Linked DNA regions of Sus scrofa: region 2 is linked to region 1. The links are chromatin contacts, called in public Hi-C maps. All regions are on one chromosome and are shown on one strand. Each heading gives the region's core, a stretch centred on a gene start, on an enhancer-like site or on the middle of the called end of the contact. The rest is flanking DNA. Distances are from core to core; before and after follow the strand shown. Region 1 overlaps PBXIP1 (pre-B-cell leukemia transcription factor-interacting protein 1). Region 2 overlaps KCNN3 (potassium calcium-activated channel subfamily N member 3).

What was found. Hi-C and Micro-C count contacts between places; a contact is called where the count stands out from the background.
Region 2: a Hi-C map of fetal liver shows a contact between it and region 1, with 2.7 times the contacts expected there. The contact joins two enhancer-like sites. A contact is called at or near these places in 2 of 47 Hi-C or Micro-C datasets (epiblast stem cells and fetal liver).

What each region holds. Positions count from the first base shown.
Region 1 is chr4:94,842,915-94,850,168 of Sscrofa11.1, reverse strand. It overlaps PBXIP1 (pre-B-cell leukemia transcription factor-interacting protein 1), which reads right to left. Exons shown (of 11, transcript XM_021089739.1): 6 at 6,539-6,778; 7 at 6,401-6,424; 8 at 6,062-6,144; 9 at 5,823-5,954; 10 at 3,964-5,192; 11 at 2,517-3,503. The coding sequence ends at 3,422. Among named protein-coding and RNA genes, the nearest start is that of PBXIP1, 9.2 kb to the right of the region's middle. Within about 2 kb of position 2,763, at least 36 of the 83 cell types and tissues checked have an H3K27ac peak or open chromatin away from gene starts, as enhancers often do. A contact at or near this core is called in epiblast stem cells and fetal liver, where this site is marked.
Region 2 is chr4:95,047,560-95,054,813 of Sscrofa11.1, reverse strand. All of the region lies in intron 3 of KCNN3 (potassium calcium-activated channel subfamily N member 3), which reads right to left. Among named protein-coding and RNA genes, the nearest start is that of ADAR, 100 kb to the left of the region's middle. Within about 2 kb of position 4,778, at least 19 of the 83 cell types and tissues checked have an H3K27ac peak or open chromatin away from gene starts, as enhancers often do. A contact at or near this core is called in epiblast stem cells and fetal liver, where this site is marked.

The DNA of each region.
Region 1 (7,254 bases), core at 1,514-4,013:
GCATCAGGGGGCTGGGAGCAGTTCTCAAAAGGAACACATGCCTCTGACCCTCAAGCAGCTCGTGGGGTGGCACAGGCCTGAAGGAGACCACCATACATCCCAGCCACCAACCCCACCTCACCCAGCCCCCCCAGGATTGGTGAGAGTGGAAAGCATGGGGAAAGGCTGGGGCCTGGAAGAGCTGGGAAGGCAGGGAGAGATGGGGAGCTTCCTGGAAGAGGTAGGGGCTGGAAGGGGCACTGGTGAGGGGAGGCTGAGCCGAGGGCAAGGGGAAAGGGGTGAGGCTGAAGAATGAGGGGCAGGGATGAGAGGGAGGAGTGGTGGGTTGGGGGAGCAGCTGGGAAAGAAGTTTGGGGGACTGGCCAAAGGAAGCAGAATTTTTTTTTTTTTTTCTCTTTTTAGGGCCACACTCATGGCACATGGAGGTTCCCAGGCCAGGGGTGGAATCAGAGCTGTAGCTGCTACCCTATGCCACAGCCACAGCCACGCCGGATCCAAGCCACGTCTTCAACCCACACAGCTCACGGCAATGCCGGATCCTTAACCCACTGAGCGAGACCAGGGATCGAACCCGCATCCTCATGGATACTAGTTGGATTCGTTAGCCACTGAGCCACGAAGGGAACTCGCAAAGGAAGCAGAATTTTTGATTTGAGAAGGAAAAGCCCAAGAGGGCCACGCCCTACTCCGGTGACTCCCCCAAGGCACCCCAGAGCTGAGCCCTTAGCTGGAGGGGTTCCCAGAGGAAAGGGCAGAAAGGCCGAGTGCTTAAACTGGAAGGGCCCAGACCAGGCCCTGGAGACCGAGCAGGACTGAGTGGCAGAGTCCACTGGGTGTACCCACAGGCCCCTCCCGCCCCTGCATGGCCAGGAGTGTCCCCCCTCCCTGTGGGAAGGAGGGAGCCCTGTCCCCTAGCTCTGGCCTCCCTTGGCTCATCTATGACCAGAGAGCGTCTTGTGAGTTGGGACTTGGGGTACCCCCCGCCTTTACCAGTACTTCTGGGGGCACATGGGTGTGATGGAGACCTACAAAGGGCATGAGGCTCCCCTCCCAAGGGCACCTGAGAGAGGGTAACCAGAATGGCCACTGTCCCTGGTGTCCTGGCCCCTCCTCCAAATCCCCCTTGGATTCCTGGCTTTTTCTCCCTGATTCAGCAGTTTCAGAAACCTCCGGCTCAGCAGATCTACTTCCTGAGCGGGTAAGAAAAAGGAGAGGGCTTGGGGGGGACTTCCTAGCCTTCCTGAGCGTTAGTTATGCAAACGAAGGAAATGAGCCCTAGAAACGAAACAGAAAAGCCCCAAGCGGCCCACACCCTACAGGAACCCCGGGGGGCCAGCTTGTGTCCCCTGCCTCAAGCCCAGCCCCCCTCCCCAGGACACGGAATGCTGCCAACCACCCAGCCTGAATCCCTCTCCTGGAGACTCAAGTGTCCCTTTCAGCTGCTCGGGCGGCACGAATTCTGAGCACCTGCGGGTGAAGAGAGTGAACAGCATAAAACAGGCTTCCTCCTGTGCACAAGGGCTCACAGAGCCAGGAGGTCAAATCCAGATCCTGGCCTTTGGCCAGCTCCTCCCAACCCCCACTCCAGAAACAAATGACTCCTTTCCTAAATCCCCTCTAGCCCCTTTCCTTGACCCTCTGCCTAGAAGGAAGTTTCTCCTTTGGTCTAACTGCAGGCCCCTGTGCTGCAGAAAGCAGGCTCCATGGGCCTCTAAGCCCTTAACACACCTCCGTAACCTCAGTGCCTCGTGGCTTCTGGTACGCAATAGATTGTAAATGTTTGTGGGAATGAGTGGACCCTGTTCCATCCCCAGGCTGCCCCGCCCCACCTCACCTCATGGCTGAATTGAAAGAGCTAATACATTGAAATCCCTTCAACAGTGAGCGGCCCATCAGTCAGAGTGTTTACAGAAGCACCTGCTGCCAACTATAGCCTCCTGGTGGGCAGGCCCCTTCAGCTTTACTAACACTCCTCTGACCTGGCCTGAAGTCCCACCGTCCTTCTGTCCCCTGTGCTCCCAAGGGGATTTCCAGGCCAATCACGAAGGCCAGTCAGGGGTGTTCTCGTCGTGGCACCACAGAAACGAATTCAACTAGGAACCACTAGGAACCACGAGGCTGCGGGTTCGATCCCTGACCTTGCTCAGTGGGTTAAGGATCCAGCATTGCTGTGAGCTGTGGGGTGGGCCAGCAGCTGCAGCTCCGATTGGATCCATATGCTGCACTGGTGGCCCTAAAAAAAAAAAAAGACAAAAACAAAAACACAAAAGGCCTTCCTAAAGAGCAGCCCACGGGGGTCTGGGAGAGCAAGCTAGAGAGTAGGGCCAAGCCGGTGGGGTGGGGTCTAAGATTTGGGGTCCGGAGTGGTCAGGCAGTGGAGTCCGGAGCAAATGTGGAGCCAGGGCGCCACCTAGTGGTTCCCTCCCCTCCCCAACCCAGAAGCCAGAAGGGGTGGGGGTGGGGCTCCCTCTCCTCCGTCCTCCACACCCACAAGGGAGCGAAATACGGGACAGGCATTTTGTTTATGTTGTTTTATTTAATCTCTTCCCCCAGCCCCTCAATCTCCTTTTTTGAGGAGTAGAAACCCAAGGCTCCCAGAGATTAACTTGCCCACAATCACTCAGCCTGGACTTGAGCCAGAGGCTCAGACTCCAAAACCCACTCGCTATGTTGCTACGTCGCTATGTCTACATCTCCCAGGGGTGCAGCCAAGGCAGCTGTGAGCAAAATGCAGAGTTCCAGCCCAGAGGGCCTGAGGCTTGCAGAGAGGGGGAGGTGACAGGGAGAGGAGTATATGGGAGGTGAGTACCAGTGCCTACGAGGTGGTGGGCGTTGGTGTCCCAAGTGACGGCGCCCACACACAGTGTCACAGCTCCAAGAGCATTTTACTGGGATCTGAGTCTACAGTTCACATGGGGAGGTGAGGCCACGTGAAGAACTGGGCCAAAAGGGGGACTTCTTCCCCCAGGGGAGAGCTCTTTCCAAATCTCACAAAACCCCAGGGGAAGCCCTGATGCTGGGCCTCCAGCCAGCAAGGCGAGTCAAGTCCCAGGGGGCACAGGTCAATGGGTACAGCCAAGGGGCCCACTCTGGGCTGCCCCCCCCACACACACACACAGGAGGAGGAAAGCTCTTTGGCTTCAGAATCAGAATCGCCCCCACTCCTCTACCCCCACCCCCCACTTCACACAATCAGGCTGCAAGAGTCCAGGCCCAGGGCCCTGAGCATTTGCATGCATTTGCATAGACAGCAAGGCCGGTCCAGCTAAGGTTTTTTCCTTAGCGAAAGTGGTATCCGTGCAGGGCTGGGTGATTTCTTTGCTCTCCTCTGTGAAGGAGATCCAAGGACACCGAAAGAGCCAGGGCAGCTGGGGGAGGTGGCAGTTTAACGGTTCCCAGAGGACAGATAACACAGGGGGCCTCAGCCTCGGCGGTGGTGGCTGTGCTCCTCCCTGGGCCCCACAACTCTGGGGTTCCGCAAATGTTTGTCCTTCTTCCCAGACCTGTGGGGAGGCATGGGGCGGGGGCAGGAAGAGGCCTTTAGAAAACAATGCGATAAGGGCCTCCTTGAGAGGGGACCTTATTCCTCCTGAGGCAGGCAACACAGGCAGCCACCATCAATCACGTGGCGGAGAGGGGCCTGTGGCCAGACAAGATCTCTGGGGACAAAGGCTAAAGTTGGGCAGGAAGGTGGGACGCATGCTCCCGGGGCTATGCAGGAATGGGCAGTACAGGGCAACTTGGGAGGGAAATTTCCCCTAGCCCAACAGGGAACTCCCCAGGACCACTCTGGGGTGAGCAGATAGCTTCCTGCCCCCAAGCGAAGCCAGTATCGACTGGTAGGGGGAGGGGAGACCAAAAAGCAGAGCTCAAACCTCAAACTGAAGATCCCCAACTCAGGCCCACCACTACCTCCGGCCTCCAGCCCCGTCCCACTGACCCAATCCCCCCAGGGCTGCCCACCTCTTCTTTAGGGCTTTGTCTCCAAAGAAGTGGCTGAAGATGAAGTCCTCAAAGTCATCCACCTCATCATCATCACCTGTCTGTCTCACTGCCACCTCCTCCAGGCTGTCCTCCAAAGCATCCACAAAGTCCCGGAAGCGGAGGCGGTCGTGGCGGAAGATGCCATCCTCACCAAAGTAAGCAGGAGAGAGGGGCAGCTCCTTGGTCAGCTGCCCAGCCCAAGGCAGCCGCTCCAGGTACGTCCTCAGCAGAGAGGCCAGCTCCTGTTGTCGCACTGGGGCAAGCTCGGTGCCAAAGAAGGCTAGGCCCTCCTGCCGAGCACACTCCTGCACACCCGAGCAGCCCTGGGGGGCCCGGTACTTGTGCCTCGACAGCTCTGCCCAGGGTGACAGGGGGTCGGGCCTGTCTTTAGCCCCTTCCTTCCACCGAGGATGCTTCTGCCCCTCTGAGGAGGAGGGGGGGCTCCCACTCTTCCTGGGGGCCTCCTTGGAACCCTGGCGCTTTCCATCCTTCTTGCCAGCCCACTCCTCCACCCCAGGCTTTCCCTCCTTCCCCCGCCCTGCCAGCTCCTTGTCCTCCTCACCCCCCCAGCTCTTCTTCTTTTCCCAGCCAGATTGCTCCTTCTTGTGTTTCCAGCGCTCCGTCTTCCGGTCCCTCTGCCCATCCCACCACTTTTCCTTTCCACTCCGCTCTCTGGAACTGTGGAAGTGAGGTTCCTGACGCCAGGCCTCTGAGACATTAGCAGGGACCCCAGAGAGCTGGCCCCAGTTCTCCAGGCCTTGCAGCTTCTGGACCAGTCTGTGGCCCAGCTCAGCCAGGCCCGCATCCCTCAAGCTCCGCTCCAGGTCCTGCTGCACAGACCCCAGCACCCGCTGCTGCCTCTCCAACTCTTGCCTTAACGCCTGAGCCTCAGCCTCTGGCTGTTCCTTCTGCTCCAGGAAGCCAGGGTGTGGCTCCTGCCCCCTAGGGCCTTGCTCCTGCCCCCTAGGGCCTTGCTCCTTGGTGACCTTGCCAGCCTGAGGGCCTCTGCCCCAGTGGAGGCACACCCCATCTGTGCCCGGGACGCAGTCGGCCTCCAGCCCCTGGAGCTGGGCTCTCAGCTGCTGCAGCTCCGACTCCAGGGCCCGCTGGGAGGCCTCGCCCTGCTCTAGGGCCCCTCGGAGCCGGGCATTCTCCTCTTCTAGCCCTTTGGGCTGATGCATCAGGCTCTGAAGTTCTTCCTTCTGGGCCTGGAATGAGGGTAGGGATGGAGGGAAGGCACAAGGAGGGGTCCTGGTCAGGATGTCAGGATGGACCCAGTGCCTTCTACCCTAATTCCATTCGGTTATAGTGGGCAGGGGGCCCAAGCCCCCTTATGGCCTGGACACTCAGAGAATTTGGTTCTTGTCCTCCTCCCTAGCTGCACCCTTCACCAGACCCTGGGATCCCCAAATTCCACCACAGGTCTCAGTTTCTGTGTCCTTTTCTAAGCACACACTTCTTCAATGCACCTAAAGATATCTGGCCAAGATGTGGCTCTTGTGGCCCTATTTCCACCTCCCATACCCAGAGCAGACATTATTAATCGATCACAGCCCTTCTTTCCCATTGAACCTTGGCATGTTCTTCAAATCCTTCTCTACACAATGCTGGAGGCAGACCATGCCAAGGAAGCAAGGGCAGCATGCCATACAAAGCACGGAGGCCAGTCGTGGCCTACACCTTAGCATGTGTGACATAAACAGAACCAGGAAGCTGACTGAGGTGAGAAAGGAAGGGGGTCGAGGGAGTGAATACAGGAAACTTGTTTGAGGGGAGGACGCTAGAAGTGGCACCTGGCCTGAGGGGCCGGCCTGGGGCCCCCCTTCACTTATGCCCACCTGCAGCTGGGCCTGCAGCAGCCGGATGTCCTGGTTCTCCTTGGCCAGCCTGTCCAGCAGAAGGGCCATGTTCTGCAGGCTGGGGACGCTGTCAGGCGGCGCCGAGGCCTGCAACTGCTGCTTTAACCCATCCTGAGGACAAAAGAGCCAGTGACCACCCCCCCCCATGGCCCCATAGGCCAGGCAGCCCTGAATCTCTCCACCAGGCCCCCCACACCCAGGGAGACAGTCACACATGCCTGCCCATCCCCCACAGCCTCCAGTATCTCGGTATCTGAGCCGGTATCTGGGAAGACCTGCAGGTCCGCTTCCTCCACTGGCCCTGTGGGAAAGTGAAATCCTGACACCGGCCTCAGGGCACACAGAGCCCCCTCCAGCCCCGACCCTCCCTGCAGCTGAGAGGTCAAGTGAGGTTAAAGGGTCAAGGGTCACCTTGAAGAGCTGACAAGGCCTTTCACAGAGCCCACCCACATGCACGGCCCCCAGCATCTCTACTCCAGACCCAGAGAACCACCCATCACCTCCCTCAGGGCTGGGAGGGGACAGACTCGAACCAGCCAGGACCTGTCCTCACTCACCACTTTCTGAATCTGAAAGGCCACCTAAAAAGGGAGACAGAGGAGGCAGGTCAGGCCCTCTGTGGGGGGGCTGGGCAAAGGACAGCAGGAGGCAGAAGGGGCCAGAGGAGAGGCCCCAGCAGGGGAGGGATGGCTCACCGGAGAAGAGGAGGATGCCTAGACCCAGCAGAACCAGGGCCCCGAGGAACCACATGTTGAGGGAGATGCCCAGCTCCCCGCCCGCGGCCTCGCCTCGGGCCTGGGCCAGGTCCTCTACACCCGGGCGGGCTGCGGGCTGCGGAGTGCTGGGCTCCCGACCCCGCCGTCTCCGCAGACCCTCCACGTCCACATCTGTGTCATCCTCACTGCTGGAGCCATGGACCTCCTCACTGAGCCAAGCTGGAGGGATGAGGACAGGGCAGTAAGGCCACTGGAGAGATGGGACATCCCAAGAGATGCGGAATAGAGGCAAGCACAGGGAGGTCCTCAGCCCTGACGGTGGAGGAGGCACGTGGAGACCCCCACCCACGTCTGCCTGGGCATCCATAACCACCCCCGCCCAGTCCAGCAGCGGGAGATCAGTCCTTCCAATCTATAAACTTCAAGAACTTTTTGGAGTTCCCGTCGTGGCTCAGTGGTTAACGAATCCTGCTAGGAACCATGAGGACTCGGGTTCGATCCCTGGCCTCGCTCAGTGGGTTAAGGATCTGGCATTGCCGTGAGCTGTGATGTAGGTCACAGACGCAGCTCGGATCTGGCATTGCTGTGGCTCTGGCGTAGGCCGGCAGCTACAGCTCCGATTCGACCCCTAGCCTGGGAACCTCCATATGCTGCGGGAGCGGCCCAAGAAATGGCAAAAGACAAAAAAAAAAAAA
Region 2 (7,254 bases), core at 3,529-6,028, 200 kb before region 1:
TTGTGGTTGCCAAGGGGGAGTGGGTGGGGGGAGGGATGGATTGGGAGTTTGGGGTTAGCAGATGCAAACTATTATATTTAGAATGGATAGGCAATAAGATCCTACCATATAGCACAGGGAACTATATCCAAACTCCTGGGATAGAGCATGATAAAAAATAATTTTAAAAAGAACACACACACACATATATGACTATATATATATATATGAGTCGATATGACATATATAGGACTATATATATATATATATATGACTGAGTCACTTTGGTGAAGAGCAGAATTTGGCACAACACTGTAAATCAACTATAATTTAAAAAATTAAAACAAAACAGAAAAACTCTTCAGAGGCTTCCCACTGCCCTTGCCTTCAACCCCTTCACATGGCCCCCAGAGCCCCCTCTGCAGCTCAGGCCCCACCAATCACATGCCCACACACACTACTCTCCTTGCAGGGACTCCACACACAGTGCTCCTCGCCTCGCCAGCTTAAGGCCTTCATACATGCTGTTCCCTCTTCTTCTTCTTCTTCTTTTTTTTTTTTTTTTTTTGGTTGTTGTCTTTTTGCCATTTCTTGGGCCGCTCCCTTGGCATATGGAGGTTCCCAAGCTAGGGGTCGAATTGGAGCTGTAGCCACCAGCCTACGCCAGAGCCACAGCAATGCGGGATCCGAGCCACATCTGCGACCTACACCACAGCTCACGGCAACACCGGGTCCCTAACCCACTGAGCAAGGCCAGGGACTGAAGCCACAACCTCATGGTTCCCATTCGGATTCGTCAACCACTGCGCCACAACGGGAACTCCTGTTCCCTCTTCTTGGAAAGTCCACCCCCTTAGTCTGTAAATGATTCATTCCTTCCTATCTTTCAGGTCTCCATTGAAACAACCTCTCTAGAGAGAAACCTTCCAAGCAGGTCCCAGCTGTAGGATTCCCTCCAACCCCATTACTTTTTAGTGTCTGTTCATTGGCCATACTCATGGCATGTGGAAGTTCCCTGGCCATGGAGCTAACCTACCCCCGAGACACCTGTCAGATGCTTAACTCCGAGCCACAAAGGAACTGCCCCCCCCCCCTGTTGTTGTTGTTGTTTTTAAATCATTGCGACCTTACTGGTCTACCGCCCTCCCAGGAGACGCTAAACCCCACGAGGGAAAAAATCACCTGCGTTTTACTCTCTGAGATATATTTAATTGCTAATACAGTGCCTGGTGCAGAGTCGAGCTCAGTAACTATTAGCATAAATCTTACTTAGCGAGCCACTTGTAATGGAGCCTTACAGCTCAGGGGAAAGGCTTGGCTCAACACTGGGACTTAGGAGGTGAGGATGCTTTCTCGTGAGTGTGGATGCCTTCTCTAGGGGCAAGCTTGATACAGAAAGATGCCAGAGGATGGAGAATGTCCAGCTAAAGGAAGCGGATCTGATGGAGGAAAAGGAGGGCGTGGAGAAGACCCGCGTGGAATGGGTCCAGAGAGCGGGGGCGTGGGTGCGACACCTAAGCAACCCTTATTGAAACATCTGCCTGGGCAGGAGAAACCACTGCTTTTATCAGCGGAAAATGAAGGCACAGAAATGGGCCCTCCGGCCAGACCCCCCAGCCTCTTGCTAAAGCTGGAAGCAGGACCTGAGCCTCTTGACACTGAGAGAGCTACCTAGTCCCCCACGTGGCCTAACACCCTCTGGCCTTAACTCAGCTATGGCTGTCTCAGGGAGTGGGCTGCAGGTGCGGGGGTTCTGGTCCCAGGGCCCAGGCTAAGCAAGGCCTGTTCGGTTGGGGTGAGGGAACATTAACAACAGAGTAAGCGGCTGTAGTGCCAAACCTAAAGAGAGGTGTGCCCTATGTCTCCCTCCCTCATTCCTAGGTCATTATAAGCTGTTCTGGGAGATGCCTGCCCTACCCAGGGGCCCCTCTCCAAGCTGTGTTAAAAGGAGAAAGAATAATGCCAAGAAAATGGGAGGTTGCCTAATACGTGGGGCATTATGTTCAGCCTGGGGCCTCCACTTTGCGGGGATGCAGATGACTAAGGAGAAGAGTGAGCAAGAAACTGGTGTCTGATCAGGACCAAGTCCTCAGATGTCTTGCTGAAGGATCAGGGACCACTGGAGAGAAGATGATGAAATCTGTTCTCAACATTTAAGGGGTCTTCAGTGGAGGAAGGAAGACCAGGCTGCTTCACTGGCTTTGCTCCGCGGGTACTTGACGCTTTGTCCCCCATGCAGGGCTTTTGTGAATTACCTCATTTTTCGGATGTCCTAAGGCTAACGTGCCAGAGGTCAAGGGCTCTAAGCTCGAGCAAGAATCTAAGCCCAGATCAGCCTAGATGGCAATAGTTTAACCACCCGTTTACATGGCTAGAATTTTAATGCAGATACAGGAAACAGAGTGAGGACCCAAGTCAGATACCACTGAGGAGTTTAACTTTAAGAAGATATGATCCTAAGGTCCAGAGGAGCTGGCGCCTGGCCAGGCAATGGATGGAACATGGCCGTCTCTTTTAAAGTGATGAGCTCCCTGTCCCAGAGCGTGTTCCGTAGAGGCTGTATGACTGGCAAGATTAAGTGCATGTACAAAGTACAAAGTAAACAGTGGAACCAGGAGCCAAACGGTCTTTTTGGGCTGTCCCATGACATATGGAGTTCCCGGGCCAGGGAACAGATCCCAGCCACGGTTGTGACCTAAGCTGCAGCCGCAGCAACGCCAGATCCTTAATCCACGGTGCCGGGTCAGGGATCAAACCTGTGTCCCAGCGCACTCTCAAGATGCTACAAATCCTGTTGTACCACAGCAGGAACTTCGAGACAAACTGTCTTTTAACCCCGAGTTTGGGCTGTATCCAGCCTCTGGACTCTGTCGCCACTGTGTCACTGGATGTGTTGGTTTCAGCTGAAACGTGTTTCAAATTTCCAAAAGGAGTTTTACTCACGAGGCTCTGTGCCCCCTCTATTGTGGGGGTGTTGAGCCCATCTGGCCCTTCTCAGCATGGCTGGGCCTGTCTGGGCCAGCCTGCAGGGTCTTTGTTGGCAGGCAGCTCCCATAAGCTTCTTGGGAAAACAAAATGACCAGGTGTGTTAGGGTTGGTGGGTTCCCTAGGTCACTACTCCCAAGGGGACCTGGTTGCCCCAAAACTCTTGGGCAGAGCACAGAGGAGGGAAGCAGGCATTTAGGCAGGGTGGGGGTGGGGCTCAGGATGCTCAGTGAGGTGCCATTTGCAGTATAGCGTGTCTCACTCGTATTTCCTCCCAGCTCTGCCTCTGGGGGATACATGGCAAGGTTCATGGGTTGGAGGAGCCTGTATTAAAGGTAAGGAGAAAATCTCATGAAAAAATCCTCCAGTGTCTATACCATGAGAATGGGAATGCAGGGTCCCACATCAGCCTGGGTCGCTGCAGCCATGCCCGCAGTGAAGTGGGGCAGCAAGCACAGGATGGCAAGGAGCACACACAGGATGTCTCGTAGGTCACGGAACACATGGAGAAGGCCTGGGGGGAGAGGGTCCAGTCTCTTACTGGTGGGTACCTGCACTGGAGGTCACCAGGGGCAAACAAAACCGCCCCAGAGTTGAAAAATGGAAAAGTTGACAGAATGTGGATTTCCTGTCTTGACTAATGTCAGCCCACAAATAGATGTGGCTGACGTGGCTGACAGGAACCCCCTCCCTTTTCCTCACCTTGGTTCCCTCCAAGGATTCCCACCCTTGTAAGATTTTTGGCATTGTCTCCTCCCAGTCCTGCAGTCTTTTTCAGCAGATCTCAGGGAGTGTGAATTAAGCCTGGAGGCCCTCAGGCATCGATGATAAGAAACAAGCAACTTCCAGGATTTCCCGTAACAGGCCCAACAAGTATCCACAAGGAGGTGGGTTCGATCCCTGGCCTCGCTCAGTGGGTTAAGGATCCGGTGTTGCTGTGAGCTGTGGTGTAGGTTGCAGATGTGGCTCGGATCCTGCACTGCTGTGGCTGTGGCATAGGCCGGCAGCTGCAGCTCTGATTCAACCCCTTGCTTGGGAACTTCCATATGCTGCAGGTGCAGCCCCCGAAAAAAGAAAACAAAAACAAAAACAAAAACAAAAAACAAGCAACTTCCCTCCTACACTGCGAACATGGTACTAGCCATGCACCATCCTTGATGGACTCATGAAGATGGTCATTCTGGCCCCTTTCCATATTGCTTCAGTCTCACTCAGATCCCATTGAGAAAGTTGGGATGATCCTTCCCAGCTGGAGAAAGAGCCCTGTTCTTTGCTGGGTCTACCTTAGGCAAAATTCCTGGAGGCAAAAAGGCCACCTCCAGCAGAGAATTCAGGAAAACCTAGTGCTTGATGTAATACAGGCTGGAGTAATGCGGGGGTTAACTCAGAAAAATGGAATGGTTTTGTTTCTCAGGGCAGTACGGAGTTTACTTTGTACCCTCACCGTCCCTAACTTAGTGTTTCGGATTGCTAATTTTATGGGCATTTTTCTAATTTTTTGATTCTCCTAAGAGGTGTTATTCGTTTTTTATCATTTCTGAAGAATATTTTAATATAAACAAAAGCATGAAAAGAACCAGTCCCAATTTAACCATTTCCATGTTTCGTTGTCAAAGGGCACAAAACACTGCCCATAAGAAAGAGAAAAGAATTGTTGGATGGGAAAGCGCAGCGGGCTGTGAGGGAGTGACGATGGGGGAAAAGTAAAACACGCGCATGCGCATGAAATAAGACTGGGACGCTCGGAGAGGCAACCCTGGGGCAGAGGACCCTGTCCCGCTGAAGTTTATTCTAGGCAACCAGGCACCAACAGCAGGGTTCACCCTAAACTCTGGCAGAGCCTGGAGCGGTCGACTGGCTCCTCCCCCGTGGCCCGCCCCTCTCCATGAGACCCCGCCCCCCGCCGGTTCCCACTCCCCCGCCGGCCCGCGCTCCCTGGGGGAGCGAGCCCCGCCCCCGCCCGTTCTGGCGCCAATCTCCTCGCAAAGGCCTTGGCCTTGCGGGAACCACCTGCTGAATGGAGGTTCTTCCCGCCCAGAGCCCAGAGGAGTCATTGCTGGGTCCCCAGAGCCTGGCACGAGCCTGGCCCGCCCAGAATGAGTGCTAAAGCGCTAATGCAGCCGTGCCTCAGATCACACCTCACCTGCGGAAGTCCACCTTCCTGGACACTGGTTCTAGGTCCTCCCATAGTCACCCTGCGGCCACAGAGGGGCCCCTCACCCTCACCGCCATCTCCCAGAGGTAGGACCCCAGCCTAGGCGCCTGTCGTCCAGCTGCCTTGTCCACTAAGGCCACTGGCTGCTAGGTCTGAAGGGGAACCCTTTAGGAAGGGGCTTTTACTGTGCTTTTCTGAGAAAATTATATGTAAAACCTGATGAGCCATTCAACTTCACTTTCCAAACCCTGTAGATATAACATACGAGTTCCTGTGGAAGATAAGAGGGGTTTTGTGGAAGGAGAAAATACAAAATGCTCCCTCTTTACATTAAAAATAATAATAATAATACATATATATGAAGTCATGCGTTCTCATCGAAAATACTTTTGTGTACCTTTTAAAAAAATTGCATCATAACTATTTTCCTACCCTATTATAGTCTTCGAGAGATGATTTTTAAAAAATTGTTGCCTAACTACCCATCATATGGGTGGGATATGATTTATTTAACTGTTGAAAATGCTGGACACCTACTTGCTTTCTGATTCTCCACTACTGCAGAACACATCATGCTGAAGAATCTTGACATAAATTGATTATTCCATTAGAATAGCTTCCTAGAAGGCGAATTCCTGGCTAAAGTTATGATCTTGTAAAAGCTCCCCTGACATACTGTTAAATTGTTTTCCAGAAAGGTGGTACAAATTTTCCCTCTTGCCATCAGGATGAGAGAAAACTACCCAACCACTCCACCGCCACCAATAACAACTTTCTCTGGCCTTGAATTACATTTATTTAATTTTTTGTCAATTCCATAGGAGAAAAAGCAATTCTTGTAGTTTTAATTTGTAGTTGTTGGATTCGAAAGGCTGTTTTTCATTTTATTGGCTATTTGTATTTCTTCCTTTGTGGTTGTCTGTTTTTATTTTTAGCCTATTTCTAACCGAGGAGATGCGTTTTTGGGGGGTTTTTTGGTAACTAAGACTGCTTCGAACAATAGGGATATTTGCCACTTGTCATGTTTGCTGCAAATATTTTTCCCAGTGTAATAGGTGCTTTTTAAATAAATTCATATTTTTGAAGGATAGAAAATCTAAAACTGCGGCGTAATCAGATACACCAGTCTTTTCCTTCACATTTCTTCTCTTCTGAAATTTTATGCCTAAATATTCACTTGTTTTCTGGAGCTGACTAAATATTCACTTTGTTTTCTGGAGCTTCTTCATGGTTTCTTCTTTTCTATCTGACTCTTTAATCCACCTGGAATTTGTTTTGGTGGCTGGTAAGAGGTGGATTCTAATTTGATTTTTCACCCAAGTATCCAATCTCCCCATTAACATTTATTGAATAATCAATCACTTCCTCATTGGTTTCTTTCTCAAATATTGGGTTCTCACATACTAGGATTTATTTCAGAGATTTCCATAGGTTTCACTGATCTGTTATTACTGATTTTTCAGTAATGACACAGGGATTTAATTGCCTTAGTTTTATAAAACATTTTAATATGTGCTGAAGAAGGTTCTCCAATGATCTTCCAAAAAAAAGTTAAGCTTCTCTTTTATTTATTAAAACATCCTCAGAATCAGTAGGTATATCCCCTTAAAATTTCTAATTTCGTGTTTTCTTGGGTTTTTTTTTCTTCTCTCAATTAGATTTATTAGAAGTTGGTATCTTTGGGATTTACAAATTCTCTTTTTTTCTGTTTTGAAATTCATCAATTCCTGTCTTTATTATAAAACTAATTTGTTCTCCTTAAGCTTGTTTTGGTCTAATGAAATCAATTTATTTTCATGCTTCATTTTTTTAATGAAAAACTAAGGATTTTTTAAAAGTTTCTACCCTCATTTACTTCTTTCTTAAATGCTAAAGATATTAACCAGAGCAAACCAAGAGCAAAATATTCATCTCCTGAATTTGCACACCTTTCTGCCTCTTTGTCCTCTGTGCGATCTTTAAGGATTTTTTTTTTTTTTATCTGAGAACAACTTGTTCACATCCTGAGTTTTGATAATATAGAGTCGTTGTAATTTTTAAAATATTCTTCAGTGGTAGTTTTAAATAATTCTCTTCTGACCAAATTGTAATTGAGGAGATTGCTTTAAAAGTCCCCTCCCCCCCAAAAAAAGGTT